5 separate regions of the Mus musculus genome follow, and regions 2, 3, 4 and 5 are each linked to region 1. Evidence: chromatin contacts called from public Hi-C, HiChIP or PLAC-seq and capture Hi-C data. All regions are on one chromosome and are shown on one strand. Each heading gives the region's core, a stretch centred on a gene start, on an enhancer-like site or on the middle of the called end of the contact. The rest is flanking DNA. Distances are from core to core; before and after follow the strand shown.

Evidence for each region. A called contact is a pair of places that touch in the nucleus more often than the background predicts. HiChIP or PLAC-seq counts read pairs in DNA pulled down with a chosen protein or histone mark. Capture Hi-C pulls out chosen DNA fragments and counts their contacts.
Region 2: a contact with region 1 is called in a capture Hi-C map of macrophages, with 4 times the contacts expected there. The contact joins the promoter of Rbm46os here to the promoter of Ctso in region 1. A contact is called at or near these places in 12 of 39 promoter capture datasets (the HPC-7 cell line, HPC-7-derived erythroid cells, cranial neural crest and 7 more), 3 of 484 Hi-C or Micro-C datasets (the N1E-115 cell line, embryonic stem cells and liver), 1 of 115 datasets of contacts at active chromatin or transcription factors (astrocytes) and 1 of 9 other capture datasets (macrophages).
Region 3: an H3K4me3 HiChIP or PLAC-seq map of bone marrow-derived macrophages shows a contact between it and region 1, with 11 times the contacts expected there. The contact joins the enhancer-like site here to the promoter of Ctso in region 1. A contact is called at or near these places in 12 of 39 promoter capture datasets (3T3-L1-derived adipocytes, the C10 cell line, HPC-7-derived erythroid cells and 8 more), 2 of 484 Hi-C or Micro-C datasets (B cells and CD4 T cells), 7 of 115 datasets of contacts at active chromatin or transcription factors (astrocytes, bone marrow-derived macrophages, embryonic stem cells and 2 more) and 2 of 9 other capture datasets (liver and macrophages).
Region 4: a contact with region 1 is called in a Hi-C map of embryonic fibroblasts, with 8 times the contacts expected there. The contact joins the enhancer-like site here to the promoter of Ctso in region 1. A contact is called at or near these places in 10 of 39 promoter capture datasets (the 3T3-L1 cell line, cranial neural crest, embryonic stem cells and 5 more), 4 of 484 Hi-C or Micro-C datasets (LSK cells, cortical neurons, embryonic fibroblasts and 1 more), 3 of 115 datasets of contacts at active chromatin or transcription factors (astrocytes, embryonic fibroblasts and pancreatic cancer cells) and 1 of 9 other capture datasets (macrophages).
Region 5: a contact with region 1 is called in a FOXA1 HiChIP or PLAC-seq map of pancreatic cancer cells. The contact joins the enhancer-like site here to the promoter of Ctso in region 1. A contact is called at or near these places in 8 of 39 promoter capture datasets (the 3T3-L1 cell line, cranial neural crest, embryonic stem cells and 4 more) and 1 of 115 datasets of contacts at active chromatin or transcription factors (pancreatic cancer cells).

Annotation. Positions count from the first base shown.
Region 1 is chr3:81,930,576-81,935,913 of GRCm38.p6, forward strand. It overlaps Ctso (cathepsin O), which reads left to right and starts at 2,026. Exons shown (of 8, transcript NM_177662.3): 1 at 2,026-2,200. The coding sequence starts at 2,090.
Region 2 is chr3:82,874,280-82,879,617 of GRCm38.p6, forward strand. Rbm46os (RNA binding motif protein 46, opposite strand) reads left to right here and starts at 2,426. Exons shown (of 4, transcript NR_040382.1): 1 at 2,426-2,479; 2 at 4,418-4,547. Rbm46 (RNA binding motif protein 46) reads right to left here and starts at 2,204. Exons shown (of 6, transcript NM_001277170.1): 1 at 2,029-2,204.
Region 3 is chr3:81,111,028-81,116,365 of GRCm38.p6, forward strand. All of the region lies in intron 1 of Pdgfc (platelet-derived growth factor, C polypeptide), which reads left to right. Among named protein-coding and RNA genes, the nearest start is that of Pdgfc, 77 kb to the left of the region's middle. Within about 2 kb of position 2,039, at least 17 of the 459 cell types and tissues checked have an H3K27ac peak or open chromatin away from gene starts, as enhancers often do. A contact at or near this core is called in B cells and bone marrow-derived macrophages, where this site is marked.
Region 4 is chr3:81,161,456-81,166,793 of GRCm38.p6, forward strand. All of the region lies in intron 2 of Pdgfc (platelet-derived growth factor, C polypeptide), which reads left to right. Among named protein-coding and RNA genes, the nearest start is that of Pdgfc, 130 kb to the left of the region's middle. Within about 2 kb of position 2,851, at least 25 of the 459 cell types and tissues checked have an H3K27ac peak or open chromatin away from gene starts, as enhancers often do. A contact at or near this core is called in embryonic fibroblasts, pancreatic cancer cells and tail fibroblasts, where this site is marked.
Region 5 is chr3:81,240,886-81,246,223 of GRCm38.p6, forward strand. No RefSeq gene overlaps it. Among named protein-coding and RNA genes, the nearest start is that of Pdgfc, 210 kb to the left of the region's middle. Within about 2 kb of position 2,631, at least 20 of the 459 cell types and tissues checked have an H3K27ac peak or open chromatin away from gene starts, as enhancers often do. A contact at or near this core is called in pancreatic cancer cells, where this site is marked.

The DNA.
Region 1 (5,338 bases), core at 776-3,275:
ATTCTGTCTGCTTTTCTGCACATTTCATCTCTGTTTATCTCTGTTGGGTGAGCAATGGCCTGAGTAGAATGTTCCCTTCTTAGGGCTACAGACACGGTTACATACACGGAAGTCATCAGTGTAAAGTGAAAATAGAGGCCTCTTTGCTCATGAAGTATTATGAATTTTACCTCCAGTGATAGTGACTTCTATCAATCACTTTATCACTGTCACTATGCATGAACCTGGTTCTCCGGGACCCATTATAATCTATTTTAAATAATGTTTCCAGATGCCTTCACTGTAGATATCGTTGCCCTCTTACATCTGCAGAACCAACATCTATCTGATTTATAGCTTTAGTTTTTATTAGGTACAGGGGGTAACTGTGTTCTCTGATGCAAACCTGATGATAAAATATATGACCTGGTGTGAAGAGACCAGGGAGGTCCTTTAGACCCTCAGTGATAAGATGCTGTTCCTATTGGAAAGTTTAGCAATGCAGGCATAACTGAGATAGCAAGGAGCCCACAGATTCCTGCTTATGTTAATCTCAGCAATCCTTCTGCAAGTGGCCCTTCGTTGTAGCCTACTCATCTCTATGCATTCTCTCCTGTTATTACTAAACTGAAGTTATTTTTCTGATGATAATTTATGTCTTTTGACAATCCTTTGAGTTAGAACATTTATGCAGGATAACTGCTGTGATCAAAAGAAAGTTTATTTGGACTAAATTTAATAAGTTTATATCAACAAACATTTACTGATTGAATACCCACTATATGTTGTTGGTGCATAAGAGACTAAAGAAATGAAATTGTCGCTCCCACGAAGCTGGCATTACAGAAAAGTGCTATGGATCAAAAGGCTACAGACTGAACACCAGAGGCAATGGGGGCAGTATTAGAAGAATAGGGTGGAGAGGGGGAGAAGGTTAGGGTTTTAAGTAGGGCAGTCGGGGTAGGTAGGCCTGGGAGTGAAGGAACAAGAAAATAAACACTATGGTTATTCAGATATACGCCAGGTTGGAAGCTAAGAAACAAAAGATGCAGGACATTCCGATTTCTGGGAACCTGGTTACAGTTTGTCCACAAAGGATCTGCTTTTGGACAATAGAGAAGGGGTAAAAAAGAAACACAGAGTAAAGACTCATTCTAAGACAATAATTTGCATTTTGTGTACATAGGCCCTTCTGAGAAGCAGCTGGCTGTCTTCTCCCAAGGGTAACCAGCGATTTGTGATATTTGGTCTCAGATCTTAAATCACTCAGTCTCCTTAAAGGAGAGCTCTGAGGCAGTGTACTGGAAACCTCTTTAGCTGAGATGTGAGTGAGCAGACATATTGACTGGTTTGAACATGTTCCCCTTTTCCTTTTACACTCTGTATACCGGCACCATGGTAAAAGGAAACAAGATTTTTAAAAATTACGTCAGTTAATTATAGCTGGGGATAGAAAGTGAGGTGGATGGATTATGAAGTAAGCTAAGCAAGAAGAAAACAACATAATAAAATAATAAGAAAAATTAAAGCAACCTTAACAGTGAAACAAAGAAAAGCACAGGACGTGCTCAGCATATAATGAAGTGTTTAGGATTACTTAGCTAAATTTCATTACAAACTTCGGAAGCGGGTGCAGCTTTCTACAAGTGGAGAAATGGCCACAAGATATTGTGCAGTTCTGTGCAGCAACAATTTTGTCAAGTATTTATACGCATCCATAGAGAGAAGTGTGTAAATTCGCATACACTATACGTCCCCATACAACCTGCTGAGTTCAATTTACACACACTCAGTGAACACATATTCAATTTAAACAGCAGGAAGTAAAATGAAGGGCTGAATCTCAGACAGCAGGAAACACAATAGTTTGTATCTTCATACTGTTGTGTAAGTCAGGTTTTGCTCTCTTTCTTATTAAGTAAGAGGGAAATCCCAGATGCCCAATAACAGCACAAAAGCTCAATAATAATCCCAAGAAGCACCAAACAAACAAAACAGCTGGGACCCCAGCAGCTTTCTGCTTCTGGGCGTGCACAGGACACAGGCAGTGGGCGGAGCCAAGAAACCGAAAGAGAAAGCGGGCCGGGCACAGTGGACCTCGGGCACCGGGATGAAGCCGCAGTTGGTGAACCTCTTGCTACTGTGTTGCTGCTGTCTCGGCCGCCACGGGGTCGCCGGGACCTGGTCTTGGAGCCACCAGCGGGAGGCCGCCGCCTTGCGGGTACCAAGCTCCCTCCCTCTACTGCCCCGGGGCTCCTAGGGAGGGACCCAAGCTCCAAGCGCGCATTTCCCCAGTAGAACTGCCTCCTAAAAGTTTGATTCCCCAGGGCAAGGATTTCTGTGCTATATCCCAAAGCACCAAAAGATGTCCAAAGCAAAGCTAAGGGGAAGAAGTATCCTGAATCCTAAAGCCTTTCCCACACCAAACCTGTCGCATAGAAAGCCGCCTGCAGGGGGCACTGGCTCTCTCCTCCTATAACTGGAAGTTAATGATTTCTCAGTCCTGGAACTGTCTACCACCATCAAGTTCTCTCTGACTTGGTGGAGACTGATGTAGAACAGGAGACATTTCACTGCCTTAAATTCGGATTTCTTTTTTTAAAGTTTTCATAATAATCCTTCAATTGCTCTCCAACCTTAAAATTCTGAAATGGACAAGTTAGCTGACCACGGATAGATTTTCCCAGTAACCAGGGGAACTGACCGAAATGCAGATTCACAGTTGGCCTCAGTTGCTATACTTAATGCTCTCTGAAAGGTTTTTAAATCTGAAAAAAAAAAAAAGAAAAAGAAAAGAAAAAAGAAAATGCCATCACGATTTTATTAGAGGAGGACTCACCTGTTCGACTCAGTGTCTATCTGAATTCAGGAATGCTGCTCTTAGGCCATTTAACTAGTGTTTACTGATGTTTTCTGAAATTTCCATAGAACCCCATAGCTCTGCCCCGTTCTCCTTGTCCTCTTTGGCCTGAGAAGTTCCAGTATTCATTCAGTCCGGCCTTCTTTGGCTTCAGCTACCCTTGTGTTGTACTCAAATCAAAATGCTGTGCTTTAGTTCTCCTTTTTGTTACTTTTGAGCTCATTTCTTGTTACCAGTCTATTTCTCAGTGTCCTTGGCCTGTGTGTTACTGAGACCTGTCCTTGATTTCCAATAGGGTGAGGTAGTCAGTGTCACAGGTTGTTGATAAGGTGTTTATTGGCCAACTAGTTTTTTTTTTTCTAATCTTGAGTATTGAAAGCTAACAATGTAATGTATAATTTTTTTTCTCCTTACTGAAATAAAGCAAGGTTGCCAAGAAAAGCAACTTAAAGAAAGTGAAAAAGGGTCTACTTTGGCTCACACTTTCAGGGACAGTCTATCATCATGATAGGGATGTCATAGTGACATGTGTGTGGAGCAGACATCCATACTACATCAGCAGCCAGGAAGGGAAAGACATGGATACTGTATCCCAGCTTACTTTCTCATCTTTATTTGGTCCAGAACCCCAGCAGGAGACACAGTGACTCCTAAGCTTACCAAGGGCTTCCTACCTCAGTTACACCCATCTAGAAACATCCTCCGAAATATACTCAAAGGTTTATTTCCATGGACATTCCCAATCCTAGTAAAGGTACAATCAAGATTACAGTCACAGTCACTGAAAAATTATTACAAAATAGAATTTGTGTGTGAACTATAATTTCCATGCCTACTTGTATTTTACTCTTGAGGAGATTGCAATCCCCAGACACACGTCTAGATTCTCTTTGGAGGAGAAATGCAACCAAGGTTCCATATAGAGAAGTAAGAGGTTGGAGGTTGAAGAAAACATTTCAAATCTTAGTACATTTTTTTTAAAACTTAGGGTTAAAAACACCAAAACAGCTTTGCAAGCAGTTCCTGTTGGCAGGAATTTGCTGATAAGTCCAGTGACCTGTTTTCTGAGCACTTAGTCATTAAATGATAGCTACAAACTGTGAGTCCTCCTGGAGAGTGTCAGCTGGAGAGTTGGAAGCAGAGGGCTTTGTTTCTTTGGTGACTAAAAGTATTAAGGATTCGTCTGGCTTTACAGTATGGGTTGAAATATATGGTAAGTAAAACTCAGCTTATAAGTCTAAAAAGTGTCATTTGAAAAAAGAATGTTTCCACTGTAGAATTAGTTGGTTGGAGATTCTACTGTTTTCTTACATGGCACATTGTGTACAGAATCTATAAAATTCCATTTGTTTCGCAATGCACTGAAACATTTTAAAGTAGGTTATAAAGTAAAATTGAGCCATTAAATTAAATCCCACTTAATTGTATTCCTTAATCAATAAGGTAAACAGCAGCCCTGCTAGCTGTCGTTATATTATTATTCAATGAGACAAGACTCCTCCATGACTTATTATGGAATATCTTACATGCTACCTGAAGGAAAAGGAAAGGGAGGGAAGTCACACTCCTGCATGGTGGACTGGGCTCTTGGTTCTTGGTTGTTGGCTGACGCTCTTCACTTTCCCTTTGCTTTTCCTGTGGAAGGCAGATGAGAGACTCTGGCTTTTTAATACTGTGACAAAAAACCCTTAGGTGGCTTACTTAAATAGAGGAGAGCTTTGTATTTACTTAGTGTTTCTGTCCATGTTTGGTGGTAGATTTGAATCTGTGGAGATATAGTGCTCTGGGGAGCATGCAATAGAGGAGACTTGTTTGTCTCTCCGACAGTGGGAATCAAAAGGGACATGCCAGGGCCCTAATTGCCCTCTACCAGTCACCAAAAGCAGTCTGCATTCTTAGCCTAGGAGGACGTGAGAGGCATCAATGGATTCAATAAAAGCTGGTCTTCAGACTCCCTTCAGAATACTCTTGACAAGCCACCTAGTTGGTGGCTTCACATGCATTGAGGAGCATTGCCTTAACACTGTGATGGCTCATGCTGTGTCTTTACTGAGTTGTGTATGTGTCTGAGGTCATTTCTATATAAGTAGATTATTATAATGTAGATTATTATAAGTAGATTATTTAAATGAGTGCTTATGATGAGCCACAGATATCCTGGTTATCTCCCCCAAGTCTACCTTGTACTTGCTGCTGCTTGGGAACTTTCATGAGGAGGTGACTTTGAGAGTAGTCAGTCCAGTTCCACAGACATTTTAGGGTGATTTTTAGCTTAAAGCACACATTGTCTATATCGAAATATAGTAAAACTTGTAAAAACCTTAGATCAGATCATGTTCATTCATTTTTCCTTCTGACTATCTGCTTGACCTACAATTTGTCAGTTATCCTGTGTTGGGAACTGATGTAGATGTCCTTGGTGACATGTGAAGAATAGTGTCTGTGGAGGCCTCCAAGAAGTTACATTAGACTGACACATGTCACCCCAATAGTTACAGT
Region 2 (5,338 bases), core at 1,176-3,675, 940 kb after region 1:
GAAAAATTACTTATCTAAAGGGCTTTCTTCTATTTGTATTCTAACTCAAACTAAAATGTCATCTGCATTATCACAAAAATTTCTCACACTATAAATGTGGGCATTATATAAAGTTTATGTCTTTAAATTATGTGTAGTTTAATAATTTAAGACACAAAACCCCTTTATACAAAGCATATTATATTTTCCTGATTTGTATCTTGTGAACAGTAAATTCCACGTTTGTTGCTTCAGGTGTTACTGAGCTGCCTAGTGCCAATTCTGAGCAATATTTATTTCAGTGAGATAGGGTACTTTAGAAAACGTGTTGAAAACTTTTTAAAAATGTGGTCCTAGGCATCTAAAATATTTTATAAATACAAGTTTAGAGACGAGTCAGTTCAATTTCATTTTAAACTATTTCTATTATAAATAATGAGTGTGTTTGACTGCAAAGGTGAAGTGTTTAAAACTTTTAGTACTAGGTATTTCGCGAACGAAGAACTGACTTAAATTTAGGATGATAAAAAGAAACCAACTATTTAGAAAAATCATTTGTGGTCACAATGCGCAGTGGGTTACTGCGCCTGAGAACTTGTTACACCTCTGAACCCCACCAGGGAGAGAGGCAACTCCTGAAAGTTGCTCCAACTCTCACGCAAGCCGCTGCACTCACACAGGGAAAATTGTTTCAAATCACTGCAAACAAATGTTAAATACTAAACCCAAAAGCGATGTGCTCTTTCAGTTTATGAGAGATACCTATAAATGCTTTCCTGACTAAAGACACTGTCATCTGTAGTGTCATTTGAAGTCTTATTAATTTGAACACAGAAATCACATTTCCCCTTATCTTTTTACCTTACCAACCAACAGATATTAAAGTTAACAGCATTAAAAATTTTTAATTTACACAAATTACTTATTTGCAATCCTTTCTTAACTTCTGGTACCTCTTAAGTTTTCCACCAATGAAAACAATACCACTGAACGCTTAAAGCGTAACTTCACCCATACACAGTTGAATATATATTCTTGGTTTTAATATTTCTTACTTTATAAGGATGTTTGCACCTTACATGAGCTGTTTTATAATTTTGGCATTAATATTTTAAAGTCCAAGACTCTTATATGAAAATTAGCACTTAAAACATGGCCACACGCAGGAAATAAGGCATTAGTTGGTTATTTGGCAAATACAGTGCTAACAAGATCCGAATGTCCTCAGTGGCACAGTTAGTGATTGAGACAATATTTTAAACAGGTATACTTAAAAACAAATCTACCTATCACAGCGCTAAGGTTGATTCTTATGACTACAAAGGAAGTTTCTGAAGCATCTCATTGCCCTAATCCCTTGAAATGAAAACTGCTAGTTATTTAAATTAGCCTATTTCCACATGCATATTCATAAATGATGGGCTGTTACCACCTTGATGCTACCTATAGTGCTTCCTGGTTTTAACCTAATTCTAGAAGGCTAAATGAGGTGCTTTTTCTGAGTCCCCTGGGGTCCCCTTCTCATAAATTCACCAGGAAGCCAGTCCACCAGCATCCACCGGGCCCCTGGACCGGCTCCGTGGTCCTCCCTCACCCCAGGCTGCACTAAGAGTGTTATCCGGCCCGTCGGGCAGTTGGCTCCCGACAACCACTCACGCAGATCCCCTAGGCAGCCCGGCCGCTTCCCAGTCGGGGCGGCGGAAAGTTCGAGGCCCGGCCCCCGCTAGGAACTCTGGGCGGCGCGGCGAGCGGACACAACGGCGACGGGAGGCCAGCGAGGTCGGGAAGCAGCGGCCAGGACCCCGAGGTCCCGGAGCTTCTGCCGACTGGGCAGCCGCGCAGGGAGCCCGAGACCCGAGAGCCGCTGTCGACGGGGCGGCCGCGCAGGGAGCCCGAGACCCCGGAGCCGCTGTCGACGGGGCGGCCGCGCAGGCCAGCCCGCGGACACCGCCCGACGGTGGCGCCCCGGACCCCGCACGAGGGCACCCCCGACTGCGGCCGTTGGCAGCGGTTTGCCGGTCACCCCCGCAGCTCCCATTCCCGCCTCACCCCGTCGGGTCTTCAGAGGCCAGACCTAAAAATCCCTGGACCAACGAGCACAAACCGCCGCCAGAGCTTCGGATCGGCGCTGCGGGCGGAAGCGGTGGTCAGAGGAGTCGCCGCGGGGCCGGACGGGGCAGGGCGTGGCCAGTGGCGCTCGTGCTGTCCTCGCGCCTCGGGGCCACGGGCTCTTCGCCTCAGCCTAGCGTGCCTCACGTGGAGTGGCCCCACCTCGACCAATCAGCGGCCGCCGGTGGGGGCGAGGAGGCGGGACTGAGGCTTGAGGCCGGAGGAGGCACTTGCGACAGGCGAAAGGGACTTGGAGTGGCACGCTCGCTGGCCAATCAGGAGGAGAAAAGCCAGTCTGGGCGAGTGAAGTTTGGCGCGTGGAAGACTTGAAGGCGTTACTAAACAAAAGTTACAAAGTGAACTTGCAGTGCTTCCCTTAAGGGAGATGTAGGTAGGTTGAGAAAGTTCTTTGTCTGGCTGGATGAAGTTTGCAAATCTTGATTGAACGCCTTGTTGGGTGCAAAACAGTCATGGGGACTTTTGTAAATGAGGATGGGAGGGGTGGCCCCTTAATTTCTGATTCCCCTTAAAACAGATATGATGAGACTGGGATCGTAAATAACGTTAACAGAGTTTTAGCCCTTTTATGTTTCTACGTGCCAAAAGCAGTTCCAGGGCATCTTCGTCCGTTCTCACAGGGTTTTTAAAACTAAGTTATAGCATGTTTTACAGACAGGGAAACCGACTCAAGAGAGCTGTGGGCGTTTACACAACGTGTGCATCAAGCGGCTTGTGATATGTTACTATCCCAAAAGGTGCCCCCCAAGGAGAACGCTATGCACAATACCTGGGAGGCGTTGGTAACTCGGAAAGCAGTTATTCCTAAACTCTGCTCTGCACAGTATTTTCCAAACAAGTTGAAAGCCTGAGCCACATCTAATACACTAGTTTGGCTTTGTTTTTAAAGATTTTTTTAACCTCAAAAACTACAAGAGGAAGGTTTGTTAAACATTGTTCGTTTGTTTTGTTTTGTCCAGGAAAGAAAGGTTCTTCACATTCATTTTCATGTCTGAATTTTACAGACTTGATTTTACAGACTAGCTGATTTTAAGCGTCGTTGTAGGAGCCTGTAGAAGCCAGTAGGTGGCGATATTTTATTGTGAGGTGTGAATGAGGTCTTGGAGGTAGCCTGGAGGACTACTTAACATTTCCAGTGTGTTCTCTTTTCACACCCCATCCCCAGTATAAAGGAAACCAAGTGAACAAGAGTTTCATAAAGGTCATTAGAGTGAGGCCTTAGAAACTTGCTTTAGAAAGACAATGTTAAAGACTCAAGTTACAGGGTACATCCTCTCCCTCAAAGTCTTAAAGAAACTGAGCAAATTTTATTAGCAGATGTATTTTTCATTGACTGCTATAAAAGATTTATGCCTTCTGCAACCAAAACATAAAGGAATAGCCTTTATTTCTTAAGTTTCCAAGAAGAGGGCATCTGAAACCTTTATGCTACGAGAATTCTTTAAGAATAGACTGCAAAATAGAAATTTTTAGATGCTTTATGGGGAAAGATGACCCAAATGAAGAAAGATGTGAAATGCAGGTGTTCTTTTGTCTGAAAAGAAGCCAGAATTGGGATAAGCCTTTGCTGATGGCGAAAACAGGAGAAAATCTATCAGCAGCTCAAAGGGAAATTATGCTGTCTGTGGGAATGGAAAGAAATGGTTAAACAGTGGAAGGGACCAGGAGAAAAGGTTCAGCATTTAAGAACCAACCCTGGCTGTTCTTCCAGAGGAGCCACATTCAATCCCAATGGTTTTAACTGTCTGTAACTCTGCCTCTAGGAGATAGACCACCTCTGGCTTCTGTGGGCACATACCCACACGCACACACACACACACACAAACACACCTTTACATAGTTTAAAATTAATAAATATTCTTTAAAATGGAAAGGATGTATAAAATAATTGGTTAGAGTAGCTTGGATGTATATACGTCTATTTTCCCCTTATGAAATATAAGCTTCGGGATTATTTAGAGGTTAGGTTCATAAATGTCCTATAATATACAAACTTCCAAAGGTTAAAAAAAAAAAGTAATGGAAAGTCCTTATAAAACGTTTTCTTTCCAGTTTAGGCCTGATAGAAATAAAGGTGAATTTTCTACCCAAAGGTCAGTGTGTCGCTAGAGATTCCTCCATCCGTCTCTGGTCTTCATGGCAAAGATCGAAAAACGTGGCGACTGCCTGTGTGTTTCTAGAAGTCTTAGCCGTAGCATAGAACAGGATAGTAGCACAGGAAACAGCCCTGCTTTGCTGTGGTTACTCTTTAGTCAAGCGGATACCCTCTCAGAAGTGTGTGTTTTGTTTTGTTTTTACGATGGCGTTACAGTTACAATTCCAGCACACTGGCCCACTCTCTCTCTCTTGGTGGTGTGAGACTTTCTACAACAGAATGTCTAAATGCCATGAATGCCCCATCACTGAACCAGGAGCCATTATCAAGAGGACTCTAAGGGAAGGTAGGTGCTTCAGCAATGACTTTTCTGGTGACAGAAATGGGGTATCTTTATGTCCTGTCTGTATTGCCCTAGGATCGAGAACCTTGCTTTTATGTCAGCAAAACAGAAATCAAGATCTTTGTATGTAGATCAATGACAAGGAATCCAACCCATTGCCAGAGCCTCAGTAAACATCAGTACAAATTGGAGGGAGTTCTGATGAAGCCAGACTTCTCCGGTTTATACTAGTTACTAGTTACTATCAGGAACATGTTGCAAAGACTTCTCACTGTGATGGACAGAGGAAAGGGCCTTGGACCCAATATGCTGTTCAGAGTCATGCCTCCAGCTAGACTTCCTTTAGCTAGACTCACCTCCAACCACAGCTTTGCACTGCCACCTGGGACCAAACACTGTACAGATGAGCCCACTCATTCATACTCAAACCACAACAAGCTTCTATAATAAGCATTGTGGGGGGGGGGACCAAATCCTGATGTGCAGGAGGAACTATAAGCCTGAAACTGCTGCTCGGAAGATGGAGAGCTGCAGTCTCTAGATTAACCTACCGAGCACATCTTCATGGTCTGCTGACCAGCACAACACAGTAGAAACCTCAGGATCCTCGCTGGAAGTTAGGAACACCTACTTACATTCAAGAAACTGGAGTCTGACATCATTTGCCAATGGTTTCACCCAATCAGGATCCTCCTATTTTATCAGAAAGAATTCCCCCCAGGGAAGACCCAATAAAAGAGCCAGGAAACATGAAAAAATATGGTAGCACAATGTAACTAAATTATCAAGAAACA
Region 3 (5,338 bases), core at 789-3,288, 820 kb before region 1:
AGCTACATAGTAGTACCTGTGCAGTGGTAATTGATTATAACAAGATAAAGCTTATGCTTTGAGATATTAAATTTTCTTGGTCTACACATTATTCTTTAGCAAGATTCATGTGATCATTCAGATAAATACAAAAGGAAGACAAGAATATCCAGTTTGAGCAATAGAGCAGAGTTGAAGTCTTATTACTTAATCACTAGCAACAAGCAAAGTCTGCTTTATAGACCCCTGGGGGCCACAGGAACTCTGTCACAACTTACATGAAAACTGTGAAATTATGCCTATAGCTTTTTAATTTTTGAGCATTCTTTTGATATTTATCAAGGGCATGTGTTCTGAAAGTGAGTGGTATACAAATAAGATTATTTTTTACTTTGAACCATTTCAAAGTATAGGAAAAAAACAATTTTCTATTTTTTTTATTGACTTTCAAACTCACATTTGTTTAGTATTGTTTTTCTTGATACTGGCATGGACAGTTGGTTTTTCTTAATTGATGGTGGCTTGTTTTTTCAAAAAATGTTAATGATCTTTGATTTTACCAATTTACTTATTAGTGAAAAATAGTGAAAACCAAACTTCAGGCGAGCTACAGGACTATTAATATTTGAACCATAAGTATTGCTGAGGATGGGGAATGGCAGAGGGACATGCCAGATCGGTGTTCCAAACATCATTTGTAAATAATCAGGATGAGAGGAAATCTCATTTCTAATGTATTAGTGGGTTTCTATATGAAAGACTGGTATAAATAATGTCAATAATCTATAAATCTACAGCAGCATTTCACACCTCATAGTAGGTGATGATGCTTGTTGGTGTGCCCAATCATCTTTATCCATCTCATTTAATGTGTGATCAAATGTGTGAATACATCAGCAAGTCATATGGCTTTGTCTTAGTGTACATTTTTTTTGTTCTGTAGGTATCTACAGAAACCTTAACACAGAACCCTAACTTATACTGATTCTAGCTACGGAAAAAAGATCCCAAATCAGGCTTAATTGTAATACTTAGTCTAGGATTAGGATAGTTAAAGGGTTAATAGGAGGAATCAGGCACGACACCACTAGTCTCATGAACCTTTTCCCTTTTTCTAACTTTAAGTTCCAGGCTTGTCCCAGCATCAGCACCCCACACAGCTTTGTACAGACAGGAAAAAAATCATGCTCTCCTACAAACACCTATTTGTAAAGTAACTTCCCTGTTATTGGCCAGGTTTGAATCGCATGACAGGACTCAGGGCATATACTACTTAAGGGTCACCAAGAGAACTGTATTTGTCATCATTGTATGTTACTCTTTAATTGTGATCCACCACTGAACCTAGGGTGGTATTTAGCATTTCACAGAAGGCATGGTCCTTTGAAGATATGATAAATATTGAGATTTGGCTAAGACAGTATAGAGAGCAGAATTGGTAACAAAATTGTCCCTGAAACATTAATTTAAAAAGTTTTCTAAAGCTCTTTTTGCTACTTTCCTGTTGCTATGATAAAACACCATGGCCAAGACAATTTACAGAAGAAAGCATTTATTTGGGCTTATAGTTACAAAGGACTAAACATCTATCTAAAAGTCCATGGTGGTAGAATAAATGCAGTGGCTGGAGGAGTAGCCAACAATTTACATCATTAAGGCCAGTTACCTAGCAGAGGAAGCAGAGGAAGCTCACTGAGGGTGTCCCTCAGGCTTTAAACTTTCAAAAGTCTTCCTCCATGGACATATTTACTCCAAAAAGGCCACATCTTCTAAACCTCTCACAATAGTACCACCAGTTGGAGACCAAGTATTGAGATGACAACTCTATATATAGGGGGGCATCTCATTCAAACCACTACAGTACAGCATATGCATGCTTGTACAAAGGCACATGGGTACCATGGGACATGTGTGGAGGTGAAGGAGACAGTTTTATATATTGGGTCTTGCCTCACACCTTGTTTGAGACAGATTTTTTTTTGCCTCTGTATAGCTTTATACATCAAACTAACTGGCCTGATCCTTTGCCTGCATTGCTTGTGTTCTGTCTATCTGATCTCAGCTTCTCATACTGATATCGCAAGTGCTTTACGTACCAAGACATCTCCCCAGGCCATCTTCCTCCTTTCTTAACCACAAATAAGTTTTAATTTCATTTTCACACAAACTTTTCTCTCTGTTCCTCAAACCTCTTTACATTTCAGCTTTTCGATACAAAACTTTAACAATCCTATTAGTGATAACTATCAATAAATAACTGTGAATTAAGCTTTAAGATGCATATTATCCTAGATGTCTGCAGAGTAATTGGGTTCTAGACTGCCTTCTTCACGTGAATTTGAAGGACCTGGATTCAATACCTAACACTGACAAAAAGAGCAATTTTAGTGTTCCTAGATACCTAAAAAGAATTTCTGGAATAGATATTTTTAAAGTGTAAGATGTTGAAAAATGGACATCTAAAGACCTAAATTATAAGGAGTATGAAATAATAGAAATTTACTAATCGTATGGTAGACATTTGAAATTGACTGTTAGGATTTGTATTTGATGTGACATCAACCATTTATTTTAGAACCCATATAGCCATGTATGGCAGTACTTCATTGGATACGATTAAAGTAGAAAAGACCAGATGAAAATACCAAAGTATATCTTTCTTTGTAGTTGTCTATGTATTGTGGGTGCATGAATGTATGCATACACACATAAAGAATGTGATTTCTATCCCAGATTCTACATTTTCTACATTAGAACTTTCACTGGGAAGTATGACATTGCAGAGTGAATGTGACTATTGTGGCATCTAATATGGAACACCTGAAGCAACAGTACTAGTATAATCATGGAAGTATAATTATACTAGTATAATTATGATGGACAAACCTAGATTATAGTTTTTTCAACGGAATTGCCTTCCTACCTTAGGCTTCTACCTTTCTTCCATAAAGTATGGTTCTGTTTTGGCTGAATCCATTAGTTGGTTTAGAATACTTTTCCGTAGCACAGTAATAATTTTTTGCACAAGGCATGTGCAATCACTTTCACTTGAATTATTGCTTCAGAGAATTTAGGCCTGAGGTTGGTAAACCGCCATGCTTGTGCTTGAAGTTTGGTCTGGAAGAGTCTTCTTTGCTCCTAGGGACTCCTACAAAGAGCTCTTCTTGACTCTAGCTTATATCAGTGGATTTTTCTGTCATATATTAAAAGAATGGTCAGTGTTGAATTGATTTGTGATAAGCATGATTTAACTTACTTAACTGTGGGAACAGAACAAAGTCATCTGCCATACTTGTCTGTCAAATGAGTGACATTTTTTTTCTGTCAATAACAGACACTGGGCACTAAAATTTCTATTCATTTGGCTCCATATTTTGCCACCACAGAAACAAAGATTTAACAAGCTCTAAGTATTGCAGCACACTGTGTATACACTTGATTTTATAATCTAGTTCTCTTATGAGAGAAAGGAAACAATGATAAGAAATCAACAGATTTTTTTTTCAAATGTTCCAGATTAACTGAATTCAGCAGAGCTTATAGAATATAAAACATATGAGCCTGATGTTTGTTGTGGTCTCTAAATAGATTTAAATGCAAAATCAATATATGAGAGCTAGTGTGCATCCCCTCAATCTGTAATCAAGGCATTTGCAGCTGCTTCTACATAGAGTTTGTGTTTATATTTTTCTAAGGATGCCAAGGCTGAATTTTAATGAGCTCTAAGAACTCAGAATTTGAAAGAATACTGCCCAAAGTTGCTGAATCAGTAAACATTCAACGAACTTTGGTGCAACTCATAGATATTATATTTGCTATTTAACTTTATTTATATAGTACTGGTATTTCTAGAGACACAGTTTGGCAATGTAATCTAGGCTGGTCTTGACTCATGATCCTCCTTCCTCACCCCTTCCAATGACTGATTACAGTTATGTATGGCTGTACCTGGCCATGTAGATTACTTCACAAAGTCAAAATAAGAGAACAAAGTCAAAGGGTAGATGTGGGAAATACAATTGAATTTCTCAATGTATTTCCTTTAAGGATCTAGCAACAGAGGCCACAGTAGACCAGGTATGTTGTAGTGAGGATTGCAAACACAAGTATATTCTTGCTTTGCTGCGATACAGTACCTACCAGAAGCAACTGAAGGGAAGAAAGATTTATTTTGCCTCACATTTGATGGATGTAGTCTAGCATGGTAGAGCTGATGTTTGAAGCAGGAGCGTGAGGAAGCTGGACATATTGCATCCATAATCAGACAGCAGAAAGAGGGGAGCACTGATTCCCATCTCCATTTCTCCGGTACCATAGTTCTAGGACTCTGGTCCATGCACACAACTGTTCCCCTTTAAGGTGAGCCACTTCTCTTCGTTTAGGACTTTCTGGAAACATTGTTTCCATAGTGATTCTAAAAGTAGTTACATGATCTATCATAGGATAGAGTCACTTAGTCATTAATTGATAAACTCATACGGCACTTTTATTGAGCTACTTTCTTAATATTTGTGTGATATGAGCATATTTGGATAAATATATATATTTGGATAGTAACAAATTGAATTTTGTGATGTGTTTTAAGCAAAACATTTGCTTTTCTCTTGTGCATAAGAGTATAGTTTCTTAAAAAGTACTTGATGTCAGCAAATAAAAATACCAAAATTTTGAAATTGCTCCTGCCTCAGTCTTCCAGGTGTTGAGATTACAGATGCCCATTTTGAGTCCCAGATCAACACTGCTCTGTGTAAGGAATGTGAAGGAGGAAGATCTAATGATTATTTCACTTATTTTTTTCTTATTACTTAACTGTTGGAAGTTTTTCTTGTTAGAAAGGAAAATATATTTATGAAAGGCTGCTCTTCTTCTAGTTAGCAATATGTAGCTTTCTTCAGGCTGGATTCTAAGTGGTATATTTGAAGTAGGCATTCCAGAAAAAAGTCAGATGATTAAGTGAATAGGCTTTGAAAGTATTCAAGATAACTTGTTTTCTTTTGTATTGTTTTTTTTTAGATTTATTTATTTATTTATTTATTTATTTATTAATTAATTAATTATATGTGTGTACACTGTAGCTGTCTTCAGACACTCCAGAAGAGGGCATCAGATTTTTGTTACAGATGGTTGTGAGCCACCGTGTGGTTGCTGGGATTTGAACTCAGGACCTTTGGAAGAGCAGTCGGCGCTCTTAACCACTGAGCCATCTCTCCAGCCCGTTATGTGTAGAAGGTATAATCAGTTAAGGCAGTAGCCTCACAATATCTCACTCAAGGCTTCTGCGCTTCTACAATAGGGTCAGTTAGTCCCCATTTGAAGTCTGTTATTTAATATTGGGGCATGCCAGAAGTAAACCTGTCAA
Region 4 (5,338 bases), core at 1,601-4,100, 770 kb before region 1:
CAGTTTGTGCTGCAGGACGGTTGTGTGGAAGTCATCGTTCTACATCAGAGTTTGTATATGCTCATTGCACACTTAAGGAGTGTATGTAAGGTTGAGTGGCAGGCAAGAAGCATGAATGTGCTTCTGTCATCTGAGAAATACTTATTTCTGGTCAACTGTCAAATGAAAGCAGAATCAAATGAGTATGAGGTAAATGGTGTCTTGCAAAGACTGAATGTACTACAAAGAATATGAAGTATATGGCATCTTTTGGATTTGAAAGTGTATTCTCTGATTTGGATGTTGACTGTCCTCCATTTATACTTAAGGTTTAATAGTCAGAATGACATTGGGAGATAGTAGAACCTCTGATGGTAGGGTTTAGTAGCAGGTCATTAGGATATTGGTCTGCTTTCAAAGGGGATTGTGTGTCTCCAGCCCATCCTCTGTAGTCGTTCCTTGGTTTATGATGCAAGACATTTTTTGCTGGACTCTATTCTTCCATGATATTTTGCCACAATGTAGTCTGGACATATGATACATGATTATTTATGGATAGAAAACTCCAATGCTGAGAGTCTAAGTAACCCTTCTCTTCTACAGGTGGGTTTTCTCAGATGTTTTATAATGGCGAGATGACTGATAGTATAGAAGTGTGAACAGATATACAATCTCAAAAGGTTTGCTTATTGCACATGTAGGGAGCGTAGGCAAGCTTGAGTGGCAGGCAAGAAACATAAATATGCTTCTCTCTTCTGAGAAATACTTATTGGCCTAATCAGGAAGCTGGCTGCAAAGAAACTTCACATTTGACTTTTACCTTGATGAATTTCCCCCAATAGGATATGACTTTTAGAAGAAGTGACTCAACATATTCTTGGCACCCTCCCCCAACCAATTATTGAGTTGCTCAATAACAGGCTCCTGGAAAATATCAGTGTCGAGACCAGAAAGAAATGCAAGGCATTATTAATGAAGAGATGATCCTATCGATCCAGACTTAAAAGAAAATATGTGTGATCAACACCCCGGTCTATATTTTAAGAAGGTTTAAATCAGTTAAGGCCTGTTGTTTAGGGAGGTGAGCCCTGATTCATGTTGGGAATGTGTCTTAGTTAAGGTTTTATTGCTATGAAGAGACATTATGACCACAGAAACTATTATAAAGGAAAACATTTAGTTGGGTCTAACTTAGATTTTTCAGAAGGTTAGTTATGGTGGGGAGCATGGCAGCAAGCAGGCAGCACGAAAAGCAAGCTCTTTCTTTGGAGAAAGAGCTAAGAGTTCAATATTTTCATCTGAAGGCATCAGAAAGAGACTGTGTCATTCTGGGAGTGGCATGGGTATGTAAGAGACCTCAAAGCCTATCTCCACAAATATAAAGTTCCTCAAACAAGGCCACACCTCCTAATAGTACCATTCCCTCTGGGCTAAGCATCCAAACACATGAGTCTATGAAGACCTCACCTCTTCAAACCAGCACAGGGGGTGTGCAAGAGAAGTTGGTTTTAGAGGTCATATAAAGGTCTACTGATGTCATCTGTAGTAAGCTGATAAGGACTTCAGATTGTGAGATTCTTATGTATGGCGGGGACATAGACAAAATATTTTAAATAAAAAAACATTTGAAGTAACACTTTCTAGCATCTGTATGAAGAAGGTTAGAGATTAGTCACATACTTCATAAGTCCTTCATCTCTTATTTTAATATTCGTCAAGGTATATCAAACATTTAACTTCAGTCTCTGTAGTTGCTTCCCCAAAAGCAAATTACTTAGTCCGAGAAAATGATTAGCCACTAATACAAGATTTCAGACACTTGTGAATATGTCATTAACACTTCCTTCTCAGTTCTGTGTCCAGTAAAGACTACCTAGGTAGGATGTGTAAGCATAAGTATGGTCTCAATTAGTTGTCTGTCCAGTACAGTTTGATAATGTACTGTCTTGGAGACACATAAAGATAGAGAAAGCTAGATCCTAAGATTCAAGTATACCAAGTTTCACATCTAGTGTTAAGTCAGAGTGGGAGACATGTACACAAAGCTCAGTGGTCACCATGGTGATTGTAAGTGAATGAGAAATGGAAGGCTACTAGGATGAAAATTAATTCCAGAATATTGCATCCAATTCATTTCTCCAAACAAAGTCTAGTACCCTCATTTTAAAAGCCACGTGGAGTTACAAATGAAAAAAAAATCTGTTAGCTTGTATTTAATGTGAATTGGAGTGAATAAAATAATAAAATATTTAAGAGAAAAATATGAGCTATTTCTATTTGAAGAGAGTATGTAAATTTGTGTTTTTTGCCAACTACATCTCCTGATATTTGTTTATGATTCTGTTTCCTTATCTTTACATACACTCACCCATTCTCTTATTTAGCTAGCAGTCAAGTACCCTGCTATGCATCAACCAAATATCATGCTATGTATCAGGGATCCAAAGATTATTCAGAGCTTCTTTGACCTCCAGAAACCATTGAATAGCAAAGGAATGTTCATGAAAAAATAAAATTCAAAATTGTGATGGGTGTGGCATAGACCATGCTGCAAAGACGTCACTGCCTCTGCCTCTGGGCTCCCAGATGGTGCTTGCCCCAGGAGCTTCTATTCAGCTAAAGTCTGAAGAAGTGGAAGTGTGTCAACTGAAGTGGAAAGGTAATCCTACATTAGGGGACTTCATATATAGCTTTCAAATATTGGTGTGTAATCCTTGAAAGCTACTACTGGGTATTTTTCTACGTATATCCAGTGAAATGTACTGTTGTGCGGCTTGGAAACCCTGAGTAATAAATCCGGTGACTTAAAGTGCTTGACCTATGACAGGGCCATCATTGCTGGAATTACTGTACCAAAAGATGTGGTCATATTTACCATCTGGCGAAATGTGCTGTCTCGCCCAGGTTGAGGTTCCTAGTGACTAAAGGCTTAAGTAGCCCACAATGACTCAGTTGCCCAAAATCCCTGAAGTAGAAGGAAAGCTGTCTGCAAAATTTCATAGTTTCTCTGACTGAAGTCTGAAGGATAAGAGGGAGCTGTTGTATAGGTCTTACTTCTGGGTAACATGAAGACCTTCTGTTCTCTGACTATCCCTGTGGAGCCTTTCAATGCTCACACCGTGATGATAAACAGCCAATCAAACAGGAGTCATGAAGATATTGTCCCCAAAGTATATATTATCTCGTTAAGACTTCAGTTTCAACTTCTGTATTGTAAGCTCTAGGTTAAATGAAAATATAAACAGTTTAACAATTGAAATTACAGTACATAAGTTGTTAAAAATAGCCATTTATTGTCCCTTAGCTTTAACTGAGCATATGATAATTAGCACAGCTTTTTCAGATACATATCTGAAACATCAGAGTTCAGTTTCTATTTGCTTCTATAAAAATCAGTGAAGTGTTACTGATTGGAAGGCTATCCCACAGCAAAGGGCTTTGGAATTCATACTTATAACTAACATATTAACTAACTAATGATTAGATAGATAGATAGATAGATAGATAGATAGATAGATAGATAAAATTGGAGAGAGAGACAGACACACACACACACACACACACACACACACACACACAGAGAGAGAGAGAGAGAGAGAGAGAGAGAGAGAGAGAGAGATGGGGGAAAGATAGGGAAAGAGAAAGGAAGATATATTCAGAAGTAAAATATATCATTAGTTCTGGATATTTCCAAAGGGAAATTTAGGGCCATAGAAAAAGTGGGGAGATAAAAAATTTTTAAATATATGAATAGAAGTTATAAGATAATCACAAATTTATTTTAAAACTACCTTGTCTCTTCTCTGGGGGGGGGGGATTCTGAGAGAAATCAGCTGGAGCAAAAAAGGGGAATGCAGCAATGTATGGGAAACTGTTAAACCTGCTAGGGTTCCTTGCAGTGTGTGGACCTGTAAAAGGCTGTGGTGGAGTCTGCTATAAAAGCACCTTGAAAGGGTAACACAGAGAAGAAATAGCCAAAAGGAAAGCATATTTCAAATTGTCCAAGAAGAAAATAAAATAAAAGTATTGCAGATAATCCCTGCCTCGGGATCTTGCCTAGGGGGTGAATTATCCAAGTGGGCACTGAGCCTGGTGTTTCTCATTTCTCTTTTCACACCATCAAATATGAAGTAATCTCCTTAGCTGGACTTACAGCCCTGATCACGTCACCTGATGACCAGACCAGCTCCTTTGAGATAAAGCTGTCTGTTTTGTTTCCTTTCTTTGGAAATGAAAACATTAAAAGACTAACCCCTCCTTATTCAATCATTGGGTTCAAGAACAGAATACCACATATCGACTTAGTCCCTTTCCCAGTAAACAAAACCATGTAGTAAACCCAGAAAATACACCAAAAGGAAAGCAAAATAAAATAAAAACTATTACTTTGCTTTTCTTGTGAGTAGAATTAAGGATTTTTGTTTATCTGCCTTCTGAGATCCAATTCCTTTACTGAAAAGGATCAATATTATTGTCCTATGTCAAGACTTGTGCTCCCAGACAGTGTGACAATTGTGTGCACATCAATTCTCTTTTGTTGATTTCAGTCTCCTTGGGTTCCCTTCATCCAGTGAAGATGGGCTATGACAGAGAAGTCAATTTTATTACTTTTAGATTGTTTTGTGCATACATGAGTGCCTATATGTATGAATGTGAAACACACATCTGCTGTTGCCCACAGAGGTCAGAAGAGATTGTTAACCCCTGGAATTAGAGTCACAGGCTGCCCTGTGAACCTTGTGATGTGTATGCTGGGAATCTAGGTCCTCTCAAAAGCAGCAAATGCTCTTACCTGCAGAGTGATAGTTTCATTTATAGTATATAGTAATGATAATATCATTAAACGTAGCATCTCAAATTGAGGTTATTAATGCCCAATAGAGTTGTTACCACATGTGCAAAAGTATCATATATAAACTGGTATTTGTGGTTGATATATCCGTGCCTCACAGAATCTGTGTTAATGAGATGCTTCTGCAAAACTCATCACCAGTTAGACTGTGCCACAGTCTAAGGATATGCTCTTCAGAGGCGAGGACTCTGAGTTGGCTGCACCTCATCTTATTAGTAACATGGTCTGTTCTCTTTCTTGGGACCCATTTTGAATTGATACTTATAACTACTGTCCAAACCTTTGTTTCTTGTCATTAACAACACAGAGATACAAAGTGAACTTCCACTGAAAGTAGAAGCAAAAGGTAATTGTGAATTTCAGGATCAGTTCAACCTTAGATACAAGATTTTCAGCCTTTGAAGGAATGCTTTTTACACATTCTTCTACAGCCCCACACTAAGCATAACATTGATAATCCAGGAAACAAGAGAAAGTACTCAGAGGTTTTTTTAAAGTGATCAATAA
Region 5 (5,338 bases), core at 1,381-3,880, 690 kb before region 1:
ACAGGGGAACACCAGGGCCAAAAAGGGGGAGTGGGTGGGCAGGGGAGTGGGGGTGGGTGGATATGGGGGACTTTTGGTATAGCATTGGAAATGTAAATGAGTTAAATACCTAATAAAAAATGGAAAAAAATAAAGTTACTGCTTATCTCATCTTAGACAATGATTTCTCATCTCTCTGGTTTCCTCATTCTAACCAGTAAGAAAGCTAAGAAGACTTAGAGGGATATACTAGGATAAAGGGACAGTGCTGGGCACTGAGTCCAAATATCCTCCACACCCCACATTTAAGGAAAGTATTATGAGCAAAAGCTTTACCACAAGTCTTTGAGATGGTATTTTATTTCATATTTTGATAAAATAAGGAATTGTGTAAGCCAAAGGGGTTATCAAATTGCAGGCCTCCTAGTAAGGCCAAGGACAAATTTGCAACCTACTAATTGGATAAAAAATCTTCACTAACCCCTCATCTGATTGAGGGCTAATATCCCAAATATATAAAGCACTGAAGAAGTTAATCACCAAAAAACCAAACAACCCAATAAAAGAAAATGGGCACTAGAACTAAACAGAATTCACAACTGAAGAAATCTCGAATGGCTGAGAAACACCTAAAGAAATGCTCAGAGTCCTTAGTGATCAGAGAAAAATGGAAATTAAAATGACCCTGAGATTCCACCTTACACCAATCAGAATAGCTAAGATCAAAACCTCAGGTGACAACACATGTTGGAAAGGATGTGGGGAAAGAGGAATACTCCTCCATTGCTGGTGAGATTGCACGATGGGTCTTCTTCTATTCCATTCAAATTCCTTCTCTTTCAGTATGCTTCTCAGGCTAAGAAAAACCACTAAAGAAGCAGAAACCTATACCGAATATACGGCAGCTTCATTTTGAGCAGATATGATATGATTAATAACTTCTGTTAGTTTCACTGTGTCCCTAACGATGACACCATTGCATACACTAGCAAGCGTTTGTTGCAAGGACCGTGATATAGCTGTCCCTTGTGAGACTAGGCCGGGGCCTAGCAAACACAGAAGTGGATGCTCACAGTCAACTATTGGATGGATCACACGGCCCCCAATGGAGGAGCTAGAGAAAGTATCCAAGGAGCTAAAGAGATCTGCAACTTTGTAGGTGCAACATTATGAACTAACCAGTATCCCGGAGCTCGTGTCTCTAGCTGCATATGTATCAAAAGATGGCCTAGTCGGCCATCACTGGAAAGAGAGGCCAATTGGACAGCCAAACTTTATATGCCCCAGTACAGGGGAATGCCAGGGCCAAAAAATGGGAATGGGTGGGTAGGGGAGTGGGGGGAAGGATGTGGGGGACTTTTGGGATAGCATTGGAAATGTAATTGAGGAAAATATGTAATAAAATTTTTTTTAAAGATATGATTAATATTCAGTTAATTTCAGGGGGAGGGGTGAAATCAGAGCCCTAGACAGGAAGCAGGTTATGAAATGTCTTCAATAAAATCTAAGCACTTTACATTTTTTCCCCTATGTGTGGTTAAAAGGAAGAGAAGGATTCAATTTCCACCAAGGACAATTAAAGTGCTGATCCTGCTGGCTTGTTCTGGTCCAAGTTCTGACACTAGAGCTTTACTTGGGTACCAAAAAAACAAAACAAAACAAAACAAAACAAAACAAAAAACATATTTATTCTAAATATTTTAGTAATGTAAATAATGATGGTAAGGTCAGACTGACATTTCATTACTCCTGGGGCACACTCCTCTACATTTGTTGAAACCTTTCATTTCCAAACATTGAAGATTGGCTGGCTGGCTGGCTTTCTGGGGTATTCCTAAGATAAGAATACTTTATTCTGAACTAAATATGGCATGTCTGTTTTCATAAAAGGAAACTCAACTTATGCCTCAATTCAGCTCCTCTCTTCTTAACTAGAACACCAAGGGCCATTTCTCCATATACAAGGGTCATTTGTAGTACTTTCTTAGCACAAAAGAAGCCAGCTCATTTCTCTGTCCCTGGCCTCACTAGCCCCAGACTTCTGTTTGTTCTACTTCAGTAAGTTCCAGAGCCCAGGGCAGCAACTGGAAAATGAATCTCATGCATTTGATTTTTTTGTACTGGAAGTTTAGTCTCCTACCACTTTTGGAAGAACCCTTGCCTGGGCCTCAGTTTTCACTTCTTCCAGACACTTATCCCAGGGCTGGGAGTGTCTGAAGTGTGAGTCTGCTCCTAGCTCTCCCTCGAGATCTTGCTACAACCACACAGGATCAAGTCTAAACTCGTTAATGTTCAAACTGAGCCACAATCTGCTCACATTCCTCCTCCACCGAGGTCACAGAAAGGAACTCTCATTCATTCAGGAGTCAATTTTCCCATTTAAAAAAAAATCTGAATGAAGGATGAAAGGTTAACACCACCCTGCGGTCACCTGCCTTTTGATGCCATGCAGAAGGAAATATTGTTTATTTAAGCTTGGTGCATACTGGGTTGGACAAAGGAGTCCCTTCAGACATACCCGGTTTCAGATTGAAGGAGCATTTGGTCTCTGACCACTGAAAAAGTCAATGAAGCAGACGAAGAAGCAGCTGCCTGAATAGGTGATGGCTGAGCTATGCCAGGGACATACTGTGATAGACAACCGGGATCCTCAAATGGTCTAGGAAAACAAAGCAAGCTGGCAGCCATTCAGTCACCAGAGTCTTAGGAGGAACTAACTCCCTTAGAGACACCGCAAGAAGAAAGAAGAGTGAGTGAATGTTTTTACAAGTTGAAAAACTGAATTAGCTGGTTTACAATCTGGGTCTTAGCAGTCCAGAAGGGAACCCCTGCCACTCCCTGCTTTTCATTATCCACTTTCCCTGGTACCCAGAGACTCCACTACCTCCCTTGCATCAAACCACCTGTTTGTTATTAACTACCCTCCGTGCTCTTTTTCAATTAATTTCTTTGTTATGAAACTAGACTTCTGTCTTGCCAGTTAAAATTTGAAGAGTTGATTGGCCTGTTTCTGTGTTTTCTGTCGACAGCAGTAGCCAGAGGTAACTTTGAAACGGTAGAAGCCAGATGTTCCGCTCCAATTTCAGAGGGCTGTAGATCAGATTCTGTCCCGGACCTACACTTTAAATACACATTCATTAATAAGCATCCACAAAGAGGATATAAAGCCAACACCCTAGGTTCAATCTCCATTATCACTTTGAAAGAAAAATTCATTCCAGACAAATGCAGAATATACCAGTTTTAGTTTTCTTTTCCATCAAGAGTTGCATTGGACACCCCCCCCCCAAAAGTCCATCAAACCAGAGAATTAAAGAGTCATACCTGTACTCTGGAGTATTTACATCCCCAGAGAGCCAAGGGTAGAAAGTATTTAGCTAGTCCATGTAATTCTATGAGAGAACTCATTTCACATGTATGCTGATGAACTACCAATGTCCCCGTTATAAGCCCTTTGTGAAATTCACTTCTCTACTTAGAAAAGCGTGGAAACAAACACCCTGAAATGGGATTCAAATAAATCCCTCAAACAGTGCTTGCTGTCTGACTGCCCCAGGACTTCGGGCTCTTGCTTACTTTGTTTATTTATTTCCCCCGTACACCCACCGACTGTACCACATTCCATACCTCCTCCCTGCTCCCTGTCTCCATGTGGGTGTCCCCACCTCCCAACCCCATCACACCTGACCTTTAAATTCTCTGGGGCCTCCAGTCTCTTGAGGGTTAGATTCATCTTCTCTGACTGATCCCAACAGTCCTCTACTGTATGTGTGTTGGGGGCCTCATATTAGCTGGTGTATGTTGCCTGTTTGGTGGTCCAGTGTTCGAGAGGTCTTGGGGGTCCAGATTAATTGAGACTCCTTGTCCTCCTACAGGGTCACCATCCTCCTCAACTTCTTTCAGCTTTTCCCTAATTCAACTACAGAGGTCAGTAGTATGACCGACTTTAACAACATTCAGGTCAGAGATGATATAGGAAAAGCATGTTCTTGGGAAGCCACTCCCCTAGTTAGAAATGTGGGACAACTTGCTCAGGAGATGACCCATGAACTCTGCCAGTAAGAATTCCTGGCATGAGAAAGGCCAAGTAGTCCCACAATGCTTACAAGATTAATGAGCTTTGATGCTTGTCTTCTTCGGCTGTCAATTAAAGATTCAGGCATGGAGAAACCATGTATGCTGAACATCCAGTATTGTGTTGTAGTTGGCTCAATGCAGGTTTTGAGAATCTCATGGTAGGTTTTCAGGAATTTTACAAGATTATCATTAATGGCGTCATTGAAAACTGTCAAATAGCATAAATAGAATTAAACACATTATCAAAAACAGAGACCAGAACAGATTCAATCTTCATCATTCCTAAACAATTTACCTCATTACCATGATGTGCCCAGCTACTGTCCTCTACATATAAGAGTACACCACTTCCCTGTTTGTTCACACTGGTGTCAGGTGACTTGGTGGCTTGAAATCAGACATGGTAGTGGAATTTACACCATGAAAATTATAGCCCAAGAAAAATTTGAGTCTAATTTAAAATCTTAACTGTATTTAGACTGAATGATTGTTATGAAGAAAATGGCAATGGGGTGGACCAACCTTCAGAGCATGCAATACTGGTGTGCTTTGTGCAGTGAATACACACAAAACATGGAATACTGAAAGAGGCTCTGAAAAGAGCTTGTTCACAGCGCCTACGAGGATGCTCTCCACTCTCATGCTAGTCATGGACTTACTGAGAACAGCAGACACCTATATTGCTGGTGTGCTTATGCGTTAATTGAAAACACAGTGATTAATTGAAAACACAGTGATTTCAGTCTGGGTAATTTGGCAACTATTCAGGTAGGGGTATAGCCCAAAGACAAGTGATAGACTGGCGAATGGATTGAAGTACAATCCCAGAACCAAAACCACACAATCAGAATTCAGCAATATCTGGGAAAGCATTCTGGGAGACTCTGGGGAATCTGTCTTCTATATGAAAACTAGAGAAAAACATATGTTTTGTTATTTGTTAATTATGTGCTATGGATATGTACCATTAACAAAATTACACACACATTTAAGTGCTGTTAATATTTTACCAGCACTAATTTGTGTTCATTTTTGAAAACCGTTGTTAAATGGCGCATTCTCTTTAAAGTTTCTTGGATCTTATCTAGGTCAGAGTTGATCTTATGCTCTCCTTTCTACAGCAAGTTGAATCCCATGTAAACCGTGTTTCTGTGTAAAAGAATAACTAATTGTGTACACATGTGTCTACCTGTCTATATTGCTAACTCCTAGAATAAAAAGTTATGTCTTAATTTTATATCTACCTTTAATATCTACCATAGAGCTCACAGCAATTATTCTA